Regions from separate parts of the Larimichthys crocea genome. Here region 2 is linked to region 1. The links are chromatin contacts, called in public Hi-C maps. All regions are on one chromosome and are shown on one strand. The core of a region is the stretch at or near the end of the contact, and the rest is flanking DNA. Distances in the headings are between cores, read along the strand shown. Region 1 holds the start of zhx2a (zinc fingers and homeoboxes 2a). Region 2 holds the start of znf407 (zinc finger protein 407).

Region 1 (5,314 bases), core at 1,283-3,782:
CAAAGGACCAGATATTTTCTAACATAGTTGTTCATCTTAACCTGGAGAGTTTCATGCCCATCCAAGGCCCAAATGTCACCTAACATTTTATACGTACAGAATTATAGCTTTTACTTCTGTGTCTCTACATTATGCACTGAAATGATCAGGACAACATATAAGTCATGTAAATGTCCTGATAAAACTGTCTATAGTTTAAAGATGTGACCTTGCTCTGACCTGTAGAAATGAAATCTGACCGTCAGCTGTGAGGCGGTTGCTTTGTCATAACTAGTCTCAAGTATATTGGCTTTCTCCTACCTTTAATAGAAAAGGCACATATGATATGCCTAAAGTTATGAAAGGAGAAGATTAGTCTCTGTTAAATTAACTGTGTTGTGCAGAGCCCTGCTTGTGTCATCATCAAAGCAGATGCCTCTGTGGATAAAACCATCCATCACAGAGAGATATGGTATCAAAACTCAATAAAACCACTGCAGGGGAGGATTAAGCTATCAGGGGAAACACCAGTGAACTAACATCTAGATTGAAGAGATAAATTGATCACTTTCAAGAAGTTTCTGCGAAACGATCAGCGCAGACAGGTGGACAACTTCATAAAAGACACAACTCTTCAGAGAATATTAATAATTCTCAGTTTTCATGTGGTTAAACTTCAGGTCCAGAGAAGATGTGAACACCACAATCAACAAGGCAGTAACACATTGATGAGGTAAAACAGTCCTTCAAAACAAAGATGGAGAAATACACTGCTCTTGATCTTCTTTTTTTTACCTTCATAATTGTTTGTTTGAGACATGCAATTTATCCGCTTTTCTTTTGTATTTGATTTCATACCTGGGGAATTTGTCTTGATGTTCTTCAGAGCAAGCAGCATTAAAAATACTCAAGCAGAATATAAACAACAACATTCTCAGCTCGACATCGGGGAGAGCTGCACTACATTTGATCAATCAGAAAATGAACAAGCAATACAGATAAATAACGTCTGAAATGATATTAATACATGCTGTTCTTCCACAAACACTGAAATCCTTTATTACCTTCAGGTGGAGGTAGGAGGATCCATGGCCAGTCAGTTTAAGTAATGTGTATAATTAGCACACTATTAATTCTAATTAACAAGGACACACACACGTAAAACTGTATTATCAACATGTCATGCTGTAAACATGACATGTGTGTCTTTCGGTGTTGGCTGAAACTGGTGCACACAAACTAAACACCAAAGTGTTAGAAAAGTTAGGCCACACACAGATAGAGTAGAGCGTATACTTCACATGACTTTGAACTCAAAGAGGCACTGTGCCAATTTTACATATCAAGGTTGGTTTAACCCACATGATGTGATCAGGGTTATCGGGGCCTGGGGTTGGAGACTTCACACTTGAAGCACACTCGAATAGAAGGTAAGGAGCTTGAACGTCCTGGCCTTTTAGGCAGAGAGAATGTATCAAAAGAGTACTGCTTTGCATCATAGGAATTGCAGAATCTAGTGTTTTTGTAAGGACTAAAAGTCAGCATATCTCAGCCTCTGCAGCACTGATTTCAGCTATTCTTTTTTTAAAAATCTGTCTCACACAAGTTCCACAACTTCATGGCAGTGCAAGACTGAATTAGTGGAGCCTTTTTAAGATAAAGCAGCCATGGTTTGTGCTCTTGAAACTAAGCATGTGCAGAAAACAACTTCAGAAACGGAATGGGAGTATCAGTTCTTCTGTTTGATTAGGGACATACCTGTATTTGAAAAGCAATAATTGATTAATTTGCTTATTCCCTAAGGGCTAGAGAAACACTGTGTCAAACCAAAGTCTGCAGCCAAAGTTCAGGACACGTGTCAGCAAAGCAAACCTCTTTCCCGCTAAAAGGTCCCTCAGCAAAATAATAAATACCTGCAGGGTCACTGTAGTTGGACCTGAACTCTGACCTCTCAGTGCAGAAGGGCAGGTGAAAACAAACTTCCCACTTCATTAACATGACAATTTTCTCTCTGATCTGTACGATTTTCTACTCGTGAATGACACAAATGAATACCAGAAGCATTGCTGCAGTACAGATCTTGTACTTGTACTGCCTTCACCATAGCTACGTGAAAGCTGTGATGCATATGCATGGACCAAGGTCAGAATCAGTACTAATGTGGATCCAGTGGAGGTCACTGTTGTGTGCGTGTACGTGTGTGTGCGTGTGTTTGTGTGCTTACTACTGTCTGTGTCACATCAGGACACAGACACGTCTCTCTCACCATTACAAAGTGTGAATATGAGCTGACCTCAGACTAACCTTTGTGGATCCAGATGTGAGTGTTTCCTGTGTGTGTGTGTGTGTGTGTGATGAATGCGGTTTACCCACTGCAGACCAGCCTCCACTGTAGAAAACACTGCAGCAACTCCACACCTCACATGCACATGCATAGAGGGAGATGGGGGGGCCGAGAAAGAGAGAGAGAGAGAGAGAGAGAGAGAAGGGGTGGGCGGGATGAAAGAGGAAGGGTGGGACTTTGGGGGTAACAAACGCCCCCTATCATACTTTAATATTCAAGTAGGTCGGAGCAGAGAGGCAGGCAGGCATCAGCACGGGGACAACTTGACGGCAACAAGGCGTAGCTCATTCATTTTTACACCAGAAGACATGCTTCATGAAGCCACCAGCACTCCTCCTGTCGTCTGGACACGGAGTTGTCTCACTTTCCTTCGCCTGTTTCTTAACTTTTCACGGCTATAACACTATGGACCCGCTATGGACGGACACCGGCGCTCCGGTACGGCATGCAAATACGTACTCTGACGTCGGCGATCATGTGGCTTTTGGCGTAGATCCTCCTTGTGATCGCCAATTTTTTCTTTCCTGTCGCCTGTTGTCTGCTCGGCTATTGGATCGCCGTGAGAGTGTTTAAACCAGATTGGGTTTATTTCTTGGTTCCAGCAGTCGCTTTGGGATTGTACCGCACTACCTGAGCATCGCGCCAAAACGGTGGGCAGGTAAGAAATGGGCTAAACTCTTCATCTGTTTTTCTCGCCACGGCTCCCCCTCTCCCTCTCTCTCTCCCTCCTTCAAAAGTCCCTCAAGTTAAAACTGCATGTAGTTGTTTTTTTTTGTCGCTCTCGCTCGTGTTGCGCTGCCTTTGCGTGGCTCCCAAACACCCACACGCCTCTGTATAAATATTTTAACTTGTCTCGCCGTGTGAACTTTGCCTGCCCCTGCCGTTTACACCTGCGTGCTCACACACAATGTGTCCGCCAAGTTGTAAATTGGACGTTTTCTTTCCCCCTCCTGGTGTTTTAAGTTTCACTTTGATACGTTGTGACCGCGGTGGGTGAAGGCAGAGTAGGAGAAACATCGTGTCTACTTTTCCTCCTCCTCCTCCCCGTGTCGACATAACCAGCAAAACATGGCCGTCCTTTGCCGACATGTTGTTACGTCGATGGCGAGAGGGGGAACATTTGGGGAGAGTGTTTTTCTGCGCCCCTCTGTCACATCTCGGGGTTGGCCGGTTGAAACGGCCGCTAAACTCCTCTCTGCCGCCGGTGTGCCCGCTCACATTCAGCGGCACGGAGGTTTCAGCGCAACTTTTAGACTCCGACGTTGTTTATAGACTTTGATTTGCGCGACTCTGTGATGTAGGCGTAACGTTACCCCTGGTGATGCCTCCTCCCCTCCGAGACCACGGCTCTCACTGCACCGACACACACACACGGTGCTGTAGCACAGGAGCTGACTTATATCCTCTGCTTGCAGTAGGCCTGCAACTGCTGTAAAAAAGTCAGGCGTGGTTGTTCTTATTCACAATATTAACTTTGGTAATGAACCCTGTGCCCCGGACTGTAGGCAGACTGTGAGCCAGCACACACTGCTGTGAGCAGGGGGGATGTGTCAGCAGTGTGTCCAGTAAAGGCTTCAGCAGGGATATTTAATGCCATTGTGTCCTGTCTTTAATGTGGTGTATATAAAATATCATCAAGGAAGTCACAGAGGTATGGACATGGCAAACATTTCAATATTTAGCTTTCTATTTTTTCAATCACCGTGTCACGTAACACTGAATCTCACACACCACCATAACATATAGGTTTATTATTGTGACGCCATGCCATAAAGTTTCTCTAAAGTCACTGTAAAGCAAACATGTCTCAGTCAAGCAAAACTGTATTCTCTTCAAGCCCCTCATAATTTGTCTTTTTGTTTTCTAGAGTAATTTTGGCAGAATATGTACGCCTGCAGTAGGATTAAACACTGCCTTCTTGATCCACAGTTTATTTGTCAATGTTGTCGTATAACTCAAGTGTATTTACATTCATTTAGTCACAGAGGACAACCAGCTCAGTGCTTTGGTAACATGTAAATCCCTGACCTCGTGTCACCTTCCGCAAAAAAAATGACTCGTACCGAGTGTGCCGTGAGATGACATATACAAATGTTTTATTTTGGAAAAAGAGCACCGTGTCACACGGTGTCAGGTTAGTACTTGGTATTGGTGTCCTATCTATTGGCTTGTTATTGTATTATATTCTGCATTGCACATTGAAATGATGGTTTGATTTGAATATGCCATAATCAACATGGACACAAGTATAGGTGTTGATGATAAACATTAATAATGAAAATGGTGAGTAAGAACAAAATTGATCCGCCTGTGACATTTCCAGGAAAGGAAACACTCACACAATAACACCAGCTGGTTCACGGTGCCAGTTACAATCTTTTATTGACTCTGACAGCATGTAGGTTGAGATTAAAGTAGCATTTCATATCTTCCATATCGCTGCTTATGATAAACAGTCCCTGACACAGATTTACTGTGCTGTAACTGAATGCTCCTGTTCACCGGTGTATAGCCTCAGACCTCTGACAGGTCTGTACACTCTGTCCCTACAGGTGAGCCACTTAATTGCAAAGCATTTATTGTCTGTTATGTACTCTGCTCTTCTAAGTGAGGCTGTCACCCTGTCACAGTCTGTGTTCACATTCTTACCGCGCGTCTGATGAAATATCGCGTTCGTTAGACAACATTCCCTTCATACCAAACATGACCTGTTTGTGTTGCGTTTCTAAACACTCCTTGATCAACACTAGAGCCACGATCCATAAAAAAAAAGATGCAAGTGAGTTTGATCACAGTGCAGTTAACCCCCCCGTCATACCCGTTTACCAGCGATTCCTCTGGGTATAAACTTGGCTTCGCTCACTAAGCCACGCACTCTTGCTCTTTCCATGTGAATAAAAACTGTGGCTCGTGTTTGTTCTTCTCATGGGTTCCACTTGTGATCTGCCAAATCACAGATAATGTTATATAATTTGGAATGACAACCGGGCT
Region 2 (5,314 bases), core at 1,428-3,927, 200 kb before region 1:
GAACTCTTTGTGTTTGTGCCATTGTCACTGGCTGCTGATCTCCGCTTATCAAGACCAGACCTCTGGTTTTGTTTAATTTCAGCAGCACTTTCTGTCTCCATTTCTTCAGCTGGACTCATGTCAGATATATTTTCATCTTGTTCATCTGGCTTAACAGTTCTATTAGTATCCTTTGAGTTTTTTCCATGCTTTTTTGCACAGTGAATCTTCAGTGATCTTGGACATTTTGCTGAGAAGCCACAAGTTGTGCACAGGTTATCCATATCTTCAGAATCCGGCTGCAGTCTCTCAGTGAGATCTTCATCTCCTTCATCAGGTTTTGAAGTCCTACTAGGTGAGTCTTGTTTCGTCTCCTTCATTTCCACATCGTCTGGCTTAATTTTCCCACTGGTGTCATTTACAGGCACCATGTCCTCAACAGCCTCCTTTCCTGATATCAGTGTTTTATCCATATCATATCCTTTTATGATTATATAACAGTGAAGTTGGTCACTATCTTGAAAGCTGAATCAAACTCCTGGGGGAAGACACAAACACAGAACTTATGTTTGACATATTCAATTCAGGGAAAGAAGTGTATGTAAACAAACTGAATGTTTTAGGCATAAATTGTGTAATTAACCACAAACTTCTAAACAGTGACCAATCCTTCAACGACACCGTTTGACTTAACACAAGTAAATGTCGCCATCTAGTGCTTCCAGACACAAACTGTAAGGTTAAAAATATGCCAGCAGAGAACTGGCTGTTGCTGCTTATTCAATGAGAAAGAAGTCCACCAAAGTCATACACAGTCGTACAGTCATTATAGAGTATACATATATCATACTAAATCTCTGTATACGTATTCAGTAGTGATTCAGTCATTGCAACAAAGAGATCTGCAACATTATTTTAACGATGGCTTAACATTTAATTATGAATAACCCTGCATGTCTAATGCTTTAAATGCTGTGTTTCTTTTTTTGGCAATGATGTAATGTAACTCTACAGTTTAAGGCACTGCAACAAGTGCTTCTCTCTTTGCTTGTATTTCCTGTATTTGCAGCATATTTCCTTTTGCCACACCCAAAGTGATGAACATGTTTCTTAATTTGTTTTACTTATTTGCAGCATGTGAGTCACCATATATTGTTTTTATAAAATATACAGGACATTTTGAGCAAAAAGTATTCTTAAGTCAATTTCCCTCAATCCCTGCACAATTGTTTCAAGGTTAAACTTTATTTTTTTATGTTCCTGTTATGTACATTTCACTGTTTGTTATTGCTATGAGAAAATGAGTTAAATCTAAAAATGGTTACTGCCTTTCTGTATTTGTGTGTGTGTGTGTGTGTGTGTGTGTGTGTGTGTGTGTGGTGGGGTCATGTTTTGTTTCTGCTACCAAACCTCTGCTTATTTGAAATCGCACAAGGAAATCCATAAACAGAGAAGGGGGTTCAGGGCGGTTGGGTTAAAGTCAACATGTTATTTCGAGAAAGTGCAGCTATAAGAATGAGCTCATGGTGCTCACTACCGCCATCCTCTGTGCTTTTTGGCTGGATCACTAAAGGATTATCAGAAGGGGCAGCACATCAAGTTGGAATATTCTGCAAAGTGTTTATTTGGTCGTTTATGTTGCACTGATTATGAAATGATTGGTGACTTATGGGCGATTATTAATGGTCTTAATCCATGTCGAATTTGACTTTCGGTGCTTTTAATAGATAATGTGGTATCGTGTTCCCCGCGCAGAGCGGGGGACGGACAGTATCTGGACAGAAAGCGACGCTGTCGGTCGAGACCGCATGAAAAGATGGACAACAAATGCGGTGTGTGCTCCTGTACAGCTCCGTTTGTCAAGACTTCCAGCATATCTCCGCTTTATTGTCGATTCGCTAATTATCTGGATGAATTCACAGAGGTTTCACCACCAAGCATCCGATATAGCGTAAAAGTAACATTAAGTTAGCCGAACAGGGTTTCCCACTGCATGTTAGAAACAGCACCGGCAGCCAAAGACAGACACTGTCGCAGAGTGAAATGCTGCGTAGAAACTACTCTCATGTCGTTGAAGGCTTTTGCACCAGGACACAAACTTGTTGTGGATAGTGTTGCTCTCCACAACGGCTAACATGCTAACAAGCGACATCTCCCCGACTTGTATCTTGAGCTACGCAGAGCGCGTCCAATCAAATTGCTACATCAGCTGTGTCGTCCAATCACAGCGGGACAGAGGCGGGTCTAGCTCGCTCCATGGCATAGAAAACGACGGCAGCACAGAGGCCCAAAAAGGAGGCTAACATCGACCTCTGAAACAGTGCTCTATGTTGTCTAAACAGTGCCCGAAAACACGCGAGAGAGTCGCCTGTCGTTTCAACTAAAGCAACTCGAGACGTGATGAAGCAGTGCAGTGCAGTCACAATTAAACTTACCCCTTGTTATGCGACTGTTTCCACTGTCCGCGCTTTTTGTTGCTAGACACAAATGGCGTACCGTAGCATGAACCATGCGTCACGCGAGAAGGCGGCCTCGCTGCGCGCGCCTTCTCTGGGTTTTCTCAGCTGATGTGGTCACGTGATGCATTCCCGATCCGTGGGAAAAATGAATTACCATACTTGGAGTAGGCAACATAATCAAAATAGGTGACATTTTAATACTTTGTTAGAGTATGCCAAGAAAATATAAAGCTTTCATTTGCTGCTGCTTAGTATTGGGAGTCTTTCAACACATCCAGTAAGGAAGTGTTGCATTTATGTTCATGTTCTACTGCAAAGTACACAAAGTGGAGTATTATTAGTATGACGTTTTGGCCAAATAGACTAGTTACTTTCCATGTTTCTCTTAAAATGTATTGCTTTTGTCAAGGAGGACTCACATGACAACTGATCACTACTGCATTAAAGCTGTGGTGAAGTTTTCTCGTGGGGATTACCATATTAAAACTGAGAACTATAGCATTTCCACTTAAGAACATCTTAATGGAGCATTACATTACATGTCTGTAGTATTAGTTATATAAAGTGTCCAGGTAATTGAGTTTGTTTGAAGGTTAAAACATCTGTATGACAATAAAAGCCATACCAACTGTTGGAAGACTAAACATCTTTAAAAAATGTATTATGTATGTATAATTATAATATTTCTAGTTGTTGGAAAGTAAAGAAAGAACTTTCTTAACCACTAAACGGTGCTATAGTGAACGTAAATGCACCAATTTCCCTGTAGTTCTTTTACCTTTCTGAACTGTCATTAAAATGTTATGGGTATATAAAAAATATGTTTCAGTTATTGTATCCATTTAAAGTAGGTTCAGCATGAGGTCTTTACAGAGACAGTGTGTTTTTTTTTTCCCTCAAATGGTCAGCCTGTGATGAATCACCACTTCCATTTGACATCCAGTGTTCGCTTTATGGAAAGACTGAAGATGGATTAATGCATGGGCATTAATTGATTAAGTAGTCTGACAGGTCAGGAGGTGATAAATGATACCTCCTGCAATGAATACACAGTTTACTTTGCAATAATTTTCTTTAATTCATCACAGTCAAAATTATATGACATGGATGGTTGCAAACACACACCCCTCCTCCTCCTCCTCCTCCGTCCCCATTTTTCATTAGGATTCATCATTCATTTTTCTCCATTAGTTGTCTATTAAAAGAGAGGAGGCTGGCTTTGGTGGGCTCAGTCTCTCTTTTTAGCCATTGTGTTTCTTTTAAAGTTTGTTGTGAAATCAACAGACTACACCACTTAAAGTTTTTTTTTTTAATTCTTTTTTTTTCCAATTTATTTTCAATCAATTAATCATTCTATTAACTATATTTTCCACATCTATGGGGAGAAAATATATAAATTCGATATTCATTTTTGTCCCACGCTTCATAGTACTCTCCTTCTCTGAAGTAGATTTAAACAGTATATTTTGCAAAAAAAGACCCTATACGTGTCTCAGCCACCTGCTCATTACAGCCAGATTACACTTAATTTTGTGCATCTATAAAATGACTTATTTTCTATAGTAAACCATGGCATACTGGTGTAATAGGCAAAAGGCAATATGTTACACTTTCACTATTATTGGAACATATAGAATTTATAAAAGTGTTTCTATGCTCTTTAAAAGTAGCCACTTTGTTACCTTCAGTAAATAATAGAGGGAAACCTAAAATCCACAGTCACAACAGCAGTTATATGACCTGTAGTAGCCATGCTGTAATAGATGTGTACAACACTGTCTCCCAGCCAAATTGTTTACTGACGTAAAGTAATTATCTGTACAAAATTAATTTCAATAGTCCTGGATACAAATAAATATTGTCTTATTGATAAATGTCAGCACTTTACCAAAAAGATGCAGAAACACATGCACACACATACCTCACTCCTTTGTAACAATTTCCAAGCGATGCTTGATGGAAATAAATAAATAGGATAAACAAAACAAAATGAAACACAACATTCTTTAAAAAAAATTTTAAATAAATATTGTTTTTAAAAACCATGCACAGCCTTGGTCCAGCCACACAGCTGTTTTCAATTTGTTGCCTAATTGGTCCTCTTCTCAGGCCAGCGTTTGATTGGCCTCCTTTACAACAGACTTTTTGATGTGTCACAGGTGTTACTAATAACATTAACGATGGCTCTGTTGTATTCAAGAAGTGAAGCAGCTAAACAGAGCTCATCCATCACTGACTGTCTTGTAAGTTCTAAGATTGTAAAATTATATTACACCTTAATTCTTATGAAGGAGTTGGGGTACCTCAAGTAACTTAACACCAAGAGTAGTCAGCCAGACTAAGTACAATCACCCGTGTGTTGTATTCAGTTGACTAAACCCTGAGCTATGACAAAGACATTGATGATGATAATAGTTATTATCAATTTATGAATGCTGTACATAGTAGAACATGATCATTAAAAGTGTGGCCTATTATGTTATTAGGACACACGCAGTGCTGCCAGTTCAGTTGTAAAACCAGCCATTGAAAAGGCACACCAGCCATGCAGGGAATGCTGTGATAGCTTGTAGCAACATTATTAGACAGACTGAACTTGGGATGGGATATTATGTAGCAATGAGGGCCAGAATATTTTGTAAATGTGCATTGTGGTTTGCAGCACCTCATTTCAGCAGATCCTATGCCTAAAGGAGAGTTTATAGTAGGCACAAGTCAGAGATATTGGTGGATATTGATGAGATTACTCAGCTTAATAAAGAAATAAACCTCTGTTAACATGTCGACATCTTTTATATGTGTGATCCTCCCTTAAAAGTCCAGTGTGTAGGATTTAATAGCTGTGATCTGCAGATTGCAACCAGAGTACCACTCCC

The links. Hi-C and Micro-C count contacts between places; a contact is called where the count stands out from the background.
Region 2: a Hi-C map of muscle shows a contact between it and region 1, with 8 times the contacts expected there. The contact joins the promoter of znf407 here to the promoter of zhx2a in region 1. A contact is called at or near these places in 3 of 7 Hi-C or Micro-C datasets (all in muscle).

What each region holds. Positions count from the first base shown.
Region 1 is chrXIII:23,901,027-23,906,340 of L_crocea_2.0, reverse strand. It overlaps zhx2a (zinc fingers and homeoboxes 2a), which reads left to right and starts at 2,532. Exons shown (of 13, transcript XM_019256831.2): 1 at 2,532-2,981.
Region 2 is chrXIII:24,097,057-24,102,370 of L_crocea_2.0, reverse strand. znf407 (zinc finger protein 407) reads right to left here and starts at 2,677. Exons shown (of 10, transcript XM_027286517.1): 1 at 2,415-2,677; 2 at 1-517. The coding sequence starts at 452.